Regions from separate parts of the Ovis aries genome. Here region 2 is linked to region 1. A link is a contact called in public Hi-C data. All regions are on one chromosome and are shown on one strand. Each heading gives the region's core, a stretch centred on a gene start, on an enhancer-like site or on the middle of the called end of the contact. The rest is flanking DNA. Distances are from core to core; before and after follow the strand shown. Region 1 holds the start of PTN (pleiotrophin). Region 2 overlaps DGKI (diacylglycerol kinase iota).

Region 1 (5,898 bases), core at 237-2,736:
TCTCACTCCCATTACCTTCCAATATTTCAAATATCAGTTTATCCCCAGATGCTCAAGAGGCTAAAATGGACTTTACGGTTCCACCAACACCACATTTGCCTGAAATCATGAAATCGCTTCATTATGTGTTTAGTTTAAAAGCTTTCTTGATAGTTCCTGGACCTCCTCCCAGGCCCTTTCCTCCAACACACACACACACACACACACACACACACACACACACACACACATACCACCTCTCTCAAGCTGTTAGAGCAAAACGCCTAAATAACTCTCAAGATGAAAGACGCCAAATGCCAAAAAGACCGGAATTTAATTTTTCTCAAATCGTTCCTTCTCCCAGTCATTGCCACCCCTCCCCCCATGTGCCACTCCTAGTTTTTCAGTGTATCCCCCAAACTTATAAAGCAGCTGTTAACAGAGGGAGGGTGAGTTAACAAGAGTATAAGTAAACTCAGTGTTGTGTTGTGTTAAAGAAAAAAGGGTGCTTGCATGTGTGTGTGTTGAAGAGAGAGGAAGTTTTATGTATTAAGTAGGGAAGGGAAGTAGAATATATTCCTCTCTTTTAAAATATTTTAACTTATTAGACGCATCAACTCAAAAACTGAGAATCTAGCCAATTAGCAATCAATATACCCTAGCTTTACCTGGGGGAAATAAAAAGTTCAAGTGTCTCTGTACAGGGCAATTATTAAAATTATTCAAATGAGAAGTGGGATGCAAGGTGTGTCTTTTAAACTTCGGACAGAACCATTTCTAGAACCATTCCTGGGCTGGCAGGCAGGACAAGGAGTGCCCAGATGCTCTGTGAGGGATGCGCAAGGTAGCTGGCACTGGGAGGAACAAGCTCCCACTTGGTACCTAGAAATGCCAGCTCAAACGTATCAGCTGGCAAGCCCTGGGGCCATCCGGGAAGCTGAGGAAAGATGGGAAAATGAGCCTGCTTGCTCAGGCTGCCTTACTTTCTCTCTCTTCTCTACCCAGCCACAGACACACCTACTAGCTCAGGTTCTACAAAGGGCAAAGCCTCCGCACGTTCGCCATCCAGCTGGAAGCCAGGAACCCAGTCCACATGCACGTCCCATAACATTACAAAAGCTTACACTCTTCCCGGGGGTCGTGACTATCTGACCTGACTCCCCCAAAGTAAGCCTCTGGAGCGCATCAGTGTTGAAAGCAGCCCCACGAGCAGAGACACCAGCAGCCTCTCTCCCACTCTCACCAGTATCACGCGCTGGCGCCCAGAAAGGTGTCGATCCGAGACACCTCTGGAGGAATCGCGCATTCGCTTCGACTTACTTGGAGTCGCAAACGAGCGGTGCGCGCTCAGGCTGCCTTTGTTGATCCGGGAGAGGTTTTTCTGCCCTGAGTCCAGGTACCCAAGTCGCTGGTGCTCGCGGCGGCCGCTGCTCTCTGCGCCCGCACGCCCGGTGACTCCCTGCTCTCTTTCTTCTCCTCTCTCCACTTCGGCTTTTCCTCTGCTCTGCGGCCTTGGCGGGATTTTTGGACTGGAAGGCGGGGAACCCGATCCTGCCTCGGACTGGCGCACGCCCTGCCGGGGAGGGGACGGAAGGGAAATGGAGAATGGGAGGGATGTGAGGAGCGGGCAGGGAGAGGACGCGACTGGGGAGGGGGGAGCGCGCCGTTCCCTCGCGAGCTGATTGGGAAGCTGCTTCTTAAATGCGAGGTTCTCCCCCGGGCCGTCTCGGCCCCCACCCCCGGCGCCAGCACTCGAATTTGAACTCAAAGGCCGGGGGAATGAAAAACTTGTTTCGTTTTTAACAGGGACGGATGCAATATCCCTTTGCCAAACTTTGCGCAGGACCTTTTCTGCAGGTGGGTGCGAATCCCAGTTTACCAAGTAGCAGACCTGAAATGGACAGTTGAGGGTATCTTAGGTGACAGTTCGGGCCCCCGGCGATTTTTGTGATTGCTATTGAGGGTGAAAAACCACAGTCTTCAGAACCAAGCTCTGGTTTGTCCCCACCCCACCCCCAACGCCCTTCCCCCTCTCTCCCGAACAATCTCCCAAATCAATCACTCCAGCGGTCAGTCCCGTCCCACCTGCGCGTCACTAAATGTGCAAAGGACTTTTTGGCGCTTGTCACAAAGAGTGACAGATGTCTGAAAGTTCCCAATTAAATGCTACTTTCCTTTAGGGGGCTCTTTCTTTTTCTGGCTTCCTTGGTGCATTTAGTGACCTACTTAATGACATGTCTTTGACACTCAAGAATTTAGGGGCTTAATCCACGTGGCTCCAGCTCCGAGGTTTGTACAACTCAGAGGCTGGGCTTCCGTCTTTCTGGAATTTCCATTTTCTTCGAATGAGGACAGAAGTTAAGGTAATGTACCTAGGATTATTTGAGTAACACATAAATGAGTATTTGTGATATACATGAGAGCAACGTGTTGCGTGAAATGATTAAGTATAAACCAAATGTACCCAAGTACTGTCAAAAAGGAGATTCTCCTCTGCTCACCGGTTCTTTTCTGTTCTTTCTCTTGCTTCTTTTACTTCCTGTCCACTTATTATTTGATAGTGCCGACCCCAAACCTAGCTGCCAAATATTCCTCCCTTCCGTTTCCCATAGTTCTGAAGTAACTTCCTTTCAATTCAATTTAAGAGATAGCGACTAAGTACCTTATATAACTCTTAAAATTTACATAAATCAACCTAAACCCCCAAAAGCATTGTTTTGTGGGAAGTGGCTCTTAGGATCTTAGAGACTTTGATGGCTACATGGACAAATGTATCATGGAGAGACTGGGTGGGGACAAAGAGCCATCACTATGAGCAGTGCTTTGAATCAATCAATCTTTTTTTTTTTTTTTCCAAAAGCACAAGCATCAGAAATTCACCTACACACCTCCGGTCTATCCCTATAGCTGAATTCTCCATATACCTGACACACACCTTCTTCAAATGAAACAAATGAATAAGGAGCTGTCTTCCTTCCATATACAAACTTCAGATTGCCTGTGTCCCATTTATCCAATGAAGTAAAGCAATATTTGTTTTAATCTGATTTTACCTGTATAAATTGTGGAGGAATGCATATTATCACTTATGATTATTTTTCCCAGACCCTTTATTGAAAGATATTTCTCTGTATTCATGGTCACTTCATAGGGCTGAAATTTCCAGGCCGTTAAACAAGGAGTTCTCCAGTTATTGGTGGTGGTGTAGTCACTGAGTCATGTCTGACTTTTATGACACCATGGACTGTAGCCCACTAGGCTCCTCTATACATGGGATTTCCCAAGCAAGAATACTGGAGTGGGTTGCCATTTCCCTCACCAGGGGATCTTCCCAACCCAGGGATTGAACCCATGTCTCCTGCAATGGTAGGTGGATTCTTTACCGATGAGCCTCCAGGGATGCCTTCTTAAATACTATCTTAACATCTCCAAATGTAACATATTGCTGCCAGTTATTATGATGCTTCTTTATAGGGATCCATAAAGTAAGCATGAGATCCCCATGATTTCCATTCTATTGTATGTGTTGTATCAAAAACTAACCCTTTATTCAAATAGGAACATATGAAAATTATTTTCGTCAGTGGTTCTCAACCAGGAGCTGTTTTGCCATTAAGGGAACATTTGGCAATGACTGGAGACATTGTTGTTGTCACAGCCTAGGGGAGGGAGTTGCTACTGTGCTCAGTGAGCAGAGGCCAGGGGTACTGCCAACCATGGTACAACGCACAGGACAGCAGCCCCACAGCAAAGAATTACTTGGCCCGAAATGTTAACAGAGCTGAGATTAAGCCAACAAACAACATTATTAATGTTTGTTTTTATTTTTGTTTTTTTTTTTCACTTAAAAAGTTTGTGTTTATTTTTACTTTTTTATTGTGGTAAAATATACAGTGATTTTTAAGTGTACAGTTCAGTGCCATTATACACACACATTGTCCTGTGACCAGCACCACCAGGCTTCCTAGGCTCTTAATGAGAGATTATAATGGCTGGATGGGATCATAATAATCATTTTTAGCCACTGTATTTTTAAAATATAAAGGAAGATGAGAAAGAGGGGTTTTTTTTTCTTTTTTTTTTTAAGAAATAGAAATCTATAAGGTTTAGATTAGTCAACCCAGCAAGTACACCAAAGTTGAAGAAGAAAATGCTTTTTAACATACTCTGAAATGTGCTATTTCAAATTGAAACTTCTTCCTGTGGCACAGACATGGGTCTGTCTGTTGATTTAAGATTTCAAGTCATTTCATTTATTTAGCTGACTTTCTTTGAGCACTTAAGTTTTTGAGCAAATAGAGCCATGAACAAAAATAAATGAAAATCCCCACTCTCATATAGCTTATACTTCTATTGATATAAACTAGCAAATGAAATTAATTAACATATTAGTAAAATGTTTTAAAGATATAAGCCTATGAAGGAAGATGAAAGCATCAGTTTGGAGGAGGAATGACTTCCTGAGTGAAGACTTAAAAGAGGTGAGGGAACTGGCTAAGAAAATATTTGGGAGGACCTCCAATCAAAGTTCAGCAAATGCAGAGGCCCTGAGGCCTGACTGCAGGATATGGTCGAGGACCACTGGGGAGATCGAGGCAGGAACATAATGGGTGGAGGTGGGGATGGAAGTGAGGAAGGTAGTGGGCCAGATTGTGCAAGGTCTGTGTCCTCCGTCAGGAATTCCACTTTTATTCTGAATGAGGTGAAAGGCAATGAAGTCTCTGGTTTAGCAGGGTCTCTCTGCTGTGTTGAAAAGACCACACAAAGACAAGGGTAGAAGCAGAGATTCCAGTTAGGAGGCTACAGCAGCTTCTCACTGACCAGACTTCTGCTTTCTTGTGAAGAATAACTAGCTCCAAACTTACTCTCTCATACGTTCTCTGCCCCCAAAAGTGCCTGTCAGCAGTCACCTTGACTTGCTCATGCCAGCTCCCCAGCCTCTCCAGGGTAATTAGTGAGCCCTCTGCATGGGTGTTACCAGGCTAAAATATAACTACATGCAAGATGATTTGAAATCATAGAAATTATAACATATCCTAAGGGTGTTTTGAAAATGAGGCAGCTGATTCTGCAGTGACAAATACAAGGAGAAGTGTGATCAGCATGAAGTTAAAAAATGTGAAGCAACCTGCTGAAAAATTGGCCAGCGTGTCTCCTGGATTGCCTACTTGGCAGGACGTTTAGATTCTTGATTACCACCCTGAGTTCTTCAATATGCCTAGAATGCAAAAGGGCAATTCATCACACCCTCAGTGTGATGGAGGTTTCATTAATACATTTCTCTTCCTCTCTCTGGAATAGTTCAAAGGTAATGTTTTAAAAAACTTTTATTTTTTTATCTTTGTGACTAAATTACAAAATTTACTTCAAGGTAATTTTGTTTTTAAATGACTGCAGTTTTTCCGGAGAAGGAAATGGCAGCCCACTCCAGTACTCCTGTCTGGAAAATTCCATGGACAGAGGAGCCTAGTAGAATACAGTCCATGGGGTCGCAAAGAGTGGGACACGACTGAGCAACTTCACTTTACTGGATAAGAAAACAGAAAACTCAGCTAAGAAGGGCTTAAGTAGTTCGAGAATTTATCTCATGAACAATATAGTTTGATCAAGTCAGTATTATAAAGTCTTCAAGGACCCAGGTCTTTCCATCTTTCGACTCTGTATCTTTAATTTGTGAAGCAAGTCTCATCAGTATAGGTTTAGGGAGCTTCAGACATATTTGGCTTAAAGTAAAGAAGGTCCCAAACCCTTTTCTACATATCCTCACCAACATTTGTTATTTGTAGACTTTTTCATGTTAGCCATCTTGACAAGTATGAGGTGATATCTCACTGTGGTTTTGATTTGCATTTATCTGATGATTAGCAATATTGAGCATTTTTTTTTTCGTGTGCCTCAGAGCCATCTGTGTATCTTCTT
Region 2 (5,705 bases), core at 243-2,742, 140 kb after region 1:
AGTCGGACATGACTGAGTGACTGAACTGAACTGTATGGATGTGAGAATTGGACTATAAAAAAGCTGAGCGCTGAAGAACTGATGCTTTTGAACTGTGGTGTTGGAGAAGACTCTTGAATGTCCCTTGGACTACAAGGAGATCCAACCAGTCCATCCTAAAGGAAATTGGTCCTGAATATTCACTGGAAGGACTGATGCTAAAGCTGAAACCCCAATACTTTGGCTACCTGATGTGAAGAACTAACTCATTTGAAAAGACCCTTTTGCTGGGAAAGATTGAAGGCAGGAGGAAAAGGGGATGACAGAGGATGAGATGGTTGGATGGCATCACTGACTCGACAGACATAAGTGTGAGCAAGCTCCGGGAGTTGGTGATGGACACAGAAGCCTGGCATGCTGCAGTCCATGGGGTTGCAATGAGTCGGACACAACTGAGCGACTGAACTGAACTGCACTGAATTTATATATGTGGAATCTAGAAAAATGGTACAGATGAACTTATTTGCAAAGCATATCTAGAGACATGGACATAGAGAGCAAACATATGGGCATCAAGGAGGGAAGGAGTGGGTGGGATTGATTGGGACTGCCATACATACACCACCATGCATAAAATAGATAACTAACGAGAACTGACTGTATAGCACAGGGAACTCTACTCTGCGCTCTGTGGTGACTTAAATGGGAAGGAAATGCAAGGAAGAGGAGATATATGTGTGTCTGTGGCTGGTTCATTTGCTGCACAGCAGGAACTAACACAACATTGTAAAGCAACTGTATTCCAATTTTAATAAAAGACAACATGCAGGCCTGGGCAAAGTTCCCCAGGCTGGACTCTTGTCTCCTGCCTGGGCCATTATTGCTAGCTGTCTGATAACAAACTCTTGAGAAATGGCCCGAGTGGAAACTGGTTTCCCAGGTGCACAGCCAGTCCAGGCTCATTTCAAGGGTCCACACACCACTGCTGCAGAAACACCATCTTTATTTTTCTCCTGTTTTATGTTAAAGTCATGAGGCTACACAAATTGAATTTATTTCCTGCAACTGTGGATGAACGAAGAACACTCAATTTAAATCAAGCTGGCCAAGGGATGATTTAATACGGTCTCAAAGCATGACTGTAGGTAATCATCTCTGGGCAACAGCATTCTCCCTTGAGCTTCCCTTGAGGATGTGCATTGCTTAAGGATTGCTATGCGCAGCCCATGACATCATCTTGAGGGCTTGAGGGAGCAACAGTGAGATCATGGATATAGGCGACATCTTCACCACCATCACTCCAGCCCCCAAGCACCTCCAACACGGTAAAACAGAACCAGAAATCCCTTAGCACTGAGAATCTCCATCCATTATACAGGCTTCTCTTTGTTTTCTTTTCCTCCCTGCTAATTATGAAAATTGCTATTAAGACAATGAACAAAGCACATACAGTAAGGGAGCAGGCGAGAATGAGAGTGAGAGAGATGAAAGTTACAGCAGCCACACAGAGTGGCATTGAAATGGGAGAAAGACAAACACATTCTCTATTCAAGTGGTCACAAACCCATTCAGGGACTGCCAAACAGCCTCAAAGGTAACATTCACCACCAACAGAGGGGAGGGTGAGGAAAGAGAAAGGAGAGAGATGGGCATTTGTGTGGAGGTGGGGAAATAAGTCCCAGGACTCAAATAATAAGGCTGTTTGGTGAGTTCTCCTTTGATGTAAATTTCTTCTAATTCTGTTCATGCTCATAGTTTCCTCCTATTCAAATATATACCCGATGGTCCCCACGTGAGCTGCACTTGAAATATCCTGTGTTTTTAAATAAGTTCCTGTGTTTAGTTATATTTGGTGTTTTGAAAACACCCCTGTTTTACCATTTGCTTGTATAATTCAGTTTCTCCTATGCACCCTCCTTAATTAGTCTGCAGTCAGGAAGCCCTTCAACGCTCTTTGAGCTTGAAACTGTACTGCCACCTACCGTTAATCACTAAGAACTGCAACGAAGGGAAGGGAAGGTGTTGGAAATGCAAGGGCGAAGGGGCAAAAGTGGGAAGTGGATACAAGAAAAAACGTTAAAAAAAATGATGTGGAAGAGTCTAATACTGTCCAAGTTCCTTAAACATGAAAACTGGACCATCACACTTTTTATTATGTAAAATTTGAACACTCCAAGGAAATACTTGAACATTCTGAAGATAATGTAAAAATAACAAAAGAAACCTGTGCATCAGATATTGTACAATCACGCAGAAAAAGAGATGTGATGGTTCATATTATAAGTCAGTCTCTGCAATATAGTTTCCTGCCTAGTTTCTAAAAAGAGAATAAAGGGATAGAAAAGGCATGCTATTTTAAAATTTGATCAAGGGAAATATACCTGCGGAGAGCTGTCTAGAGCATTAGCAAGGAATATCTTTTAGAAAGTGTTGCCGGCTTTAGCCTAATGACTCTGGGAACCCTGGCCAACAACTCCTGTTGAGACCGATCCATCCGGAGTTTTCTGAATGTGGACTTGTTTCTTTTTAAGCATAAATTGAAACATGAAGCTCTCAATTCTGAGGGCAAATCATCTGAGTGCTACATTCAGTATTAACACAAGCCAATGTGCTCAATTGCTGCAGTCATGTCTGACTCTTTGAGACCCTAGAGACTGTAGTCCACCAAAGCTCCTGTGTCCATGGGATTTCCCAGGCAAGAATACTGGAGTGGATTGCCATGCCCAATTCCAGGAAATCTTCCTGACTCAGGGATTGAACTCACATCTCCTGCAGTGCAGGTGGATTTTTTTACCCACTGAGCCACCTGGGAAGCCCATTAAAATAAGAAACTTATACAAAGCCTATCTCACATACCACAACATTCAGGATAGATAATATTTATCTTGTGGGGCCAAGGTGATTGAGCAAGGCTTATCCACAGCTAATTATTTTTATGAAATGCCATAAGGACTTCTGAATCCAGCATCAGAAAATGGAATAAAAAAATTGGTAGAGTTGGGAGTAGCTTTGGTGCTTCTCCTGAAGATAACTGTCATATACTCTGGAAGTTTTCCTGGCAACATCTCCTCCCATCTCACTCAGCTCTCAGAAGAGGAAATTCACATTCCAGACACCGGCATAAGAAACAAAATCCCCCCCCCCCAAAAAAAATCTTTTCCCCACTCTCTGTGTCCAAAAACAGGGCACTTTCTATGTAACATTTACATTACAAGCAACCCAATACAGGAAAGGAGCTGTAGGAGAAAAGGAGAAATTGATATAGATAAATCATGGTGCCTTCTTCCACTTCTGGCACAGCCACTGAAAACAAACAAATCCCCATTCCTATACTGCCATAAAAACACTCTAACTCCTCCAGTGCAGAAGGAGATGGGAGTTGTTTTCCCAGTTTTAGAATGGTGCTTAAGTGATTTTTGTCCCCAAAGGCTCTTGTCATCTGACTTGCTTTCCTTAGTGCGCTATGGCACTCTGTGTTGTTGCAAGGAAAGAGAAATCCCCTGATTTGATTTTAAAGAAGACTCAACAATTTCCTGAGATGCCCTTCCCACTGATCTCTGCCTCTCAGCAAACTCAAGGAAAGTGCTTTCCTGTACAAATTGCTCTTGTACTTCCCAATGCTCTGCCTTTGCCTTATCTCTTTCAGTTGGAAATCCAAGAATTCTCTTCCACCCATAACATGTTGATACTTTATGGTGCCCCACAAGCCAGGTTTCTCCCTTCCGTCCAAAGAATATTCACAACCTCTTCAAGAACTAAACTTCACTACCAACATAATTGAGACATATGACATGGGCTTCCCAGGTGGCGCTAGTGGTAAAGAATCCACCTGCTCATGCAGGAGACACAAGAGACGTGGGTTCAATCCCCAGATAGGGAAGGACCCCTGGAAGAGGAAATGGCACCACACTCCAGTGTTCTTGCCTGGAATTCCTTGGGCAGAGGAGCCTGGTGGGCTGCAGTCCATAGTGTCACAAAGAGTCGGACGTGACTGAGACACAGCGCACGTGAGCATGGCATGGGAGACATGCATAGGCTTCTAGGCACAATTCTTTCTCCCGGCTCCACCCTACTGCTGTGCTCGTTAACAGCACCTACCGCTGCCAGTCACCTTTTACTGTCTAGCTTGTAAAATAGCAACAGCTCTCTGAGTCAGAGATTCAGTGCATCTTTATTACTATAGTATGTTAATTTCCTGGATCCAATTGAGGAGCAATTAGAGAAAGAACAGAGCAAAATTTTTTATTAATTATTTTGCACACATAAAAGGATAGAGTATCATTATGTGCTTGGCAAGAGAGGATAATGACCGGAGGTAAGTTAGGAGAAAAAGAAGAAGAAAGGAAGATACATGTCAGCTAAACTGCACTTTTTACAGCTTGAGTGATTAGCCAGGGAGAGCAAGATTTAGAGTCATCAAAGGTAAGTAGGGATGGGACCCAACTATCTTCGTGAAGCAGACACAAGAGACTGTCTCTATCCTGACAGCACTGATCTCATCTCTGAGATAGATTCCAGCAAAACCTGCCTCCCACTAAGAGGATTAATTTTCTCCCTCTTATCTGATTTTGATGCTTGAAGGATATTTCCACAACCAAAATCGCTGCCCAATAGTCTGTCTTCCTGTTGAGAATCTGGAGCTTTGACAGCAAGCACAATTATCTTTTTTGTTAGAATCAGGCCATCACCGAATGTTCCAAGAAGAAATTGGGTAAAGTAAATAGCTGAAGACAAGACAGGCATGCAACTATTACTCCTATGCTCAGACCAGAACTTGTGAGTTTTGGAAAAAGGTGAAGTTTGGGGTCTATCTTCTTGATACAGTGGTTCAGAATTCTAGACTACACTAAAAAGACCAATTTTTTAAAGTATTATTAAGTGTTTAGGCTATCCCTAAATAATTTGCCAGTTGAACAAACTTCCTTAAGGACACTTTAGGTAGAGTGATGTGAAACTGTCATGCAATATTCAATTATTTGACAGGCATTTCTGGTGATGAGGGCTTCTCTGGTGGCTCAGATGGTAAAAAAAAAAAAAAAAAAAAAAAAAAAATTTGCCTGTAATGCAGGAGACCTGGGTTCAATCCCTGGGTCAGGAAGATCCCCTGGAGAAGGAAATGGCAACCCACTTCAGTATTCTTGCCTGGAGAATCTCATGGACATAGGAGCCTGGTGGGCTATAGTACATGGGGTCACAAAGAGTCTGACAGGACTGACAGACTAACACTCTCACTTTTCTGGTGATATAATGATGAAAGTGAAAGAGGAGAGTGAAACAGTTGGCTTAAAGCTCAACCTTCAGAAAACTAAGATCATGGCATCTGGTCCCATTATTTCACGGGAAATAGATGGGGAAACTGTGGAAACAGTGTCAGACTTTATTTTGGGGGGCTCCAAAATCACTGCAGATGGTGACTGCAGCCATGAAATTAAAAGACGCTTACTCCTTGGAAGGAAAGTTATCACCAACCTAGATAGCATATTCAAAAGCAGAGACATTACTCTGCCAACAAAGGTCCATCTAGTTAAGGTTAGGGTTTTTCCAGTGGTCACGTATGGATGTGAGAGTTGGACTGTGAAGAAGGCTGAGAGCCCAAGAATTGATGCTTTTGAACTGTGGTGTTGGAGAAGACTCTTGAGAGTCCCTTGGACTGCAAGGAGATCCAACCAGTCCATCCTAAAGGAGACCAGTCCTGGGTGTTCATTGGAAGGACTGATGCTGAGACT

The links. Hi-C and Micro-C count contacts between places; a contact is called where the count stands out from the background.
Region 2: a Hi-C map of hypothalamus shows a contact between it and region 1, with 4 times the contacts expected there. The contact joins the enhancer-like site here to the promoter of PTN in region 1. A contact is called at or near these places in 2 of 16 Hi-C or Micro-C datasets (hypothalamus and liver).

The regions. Positions count from the first base shown.
Region 1 is chr4:102,435,426-102,441,323 of ARS-UI_Ramb_v3.0, forward strand. PTN (pleiotrophin) reads right to left here and starts at 1,487. Exons shown (of 5, transcript XM_027968848.3): 1 at 1,300-1,487.
Region 2 is chr4:102,573,014-102,578,718 of ARS-UI_Ramb_v3.0, forward strand. The region is part of intron 27 of DGKI (diacylglycerol kinase iota); the gene reads right to left. Among named protein-coding and RNA genes, the nearest start is that of TRNAS-GGA, 32 kb to the right of the region's middle. Within about 2 kb of position 1,493, at least 8 of the 54 cell types and tissues checked have an H3K27ac peak or open chromatin away from gene starts, as enhancers often do. A contact at or near this core is called in hypothalamus, where this site is marked.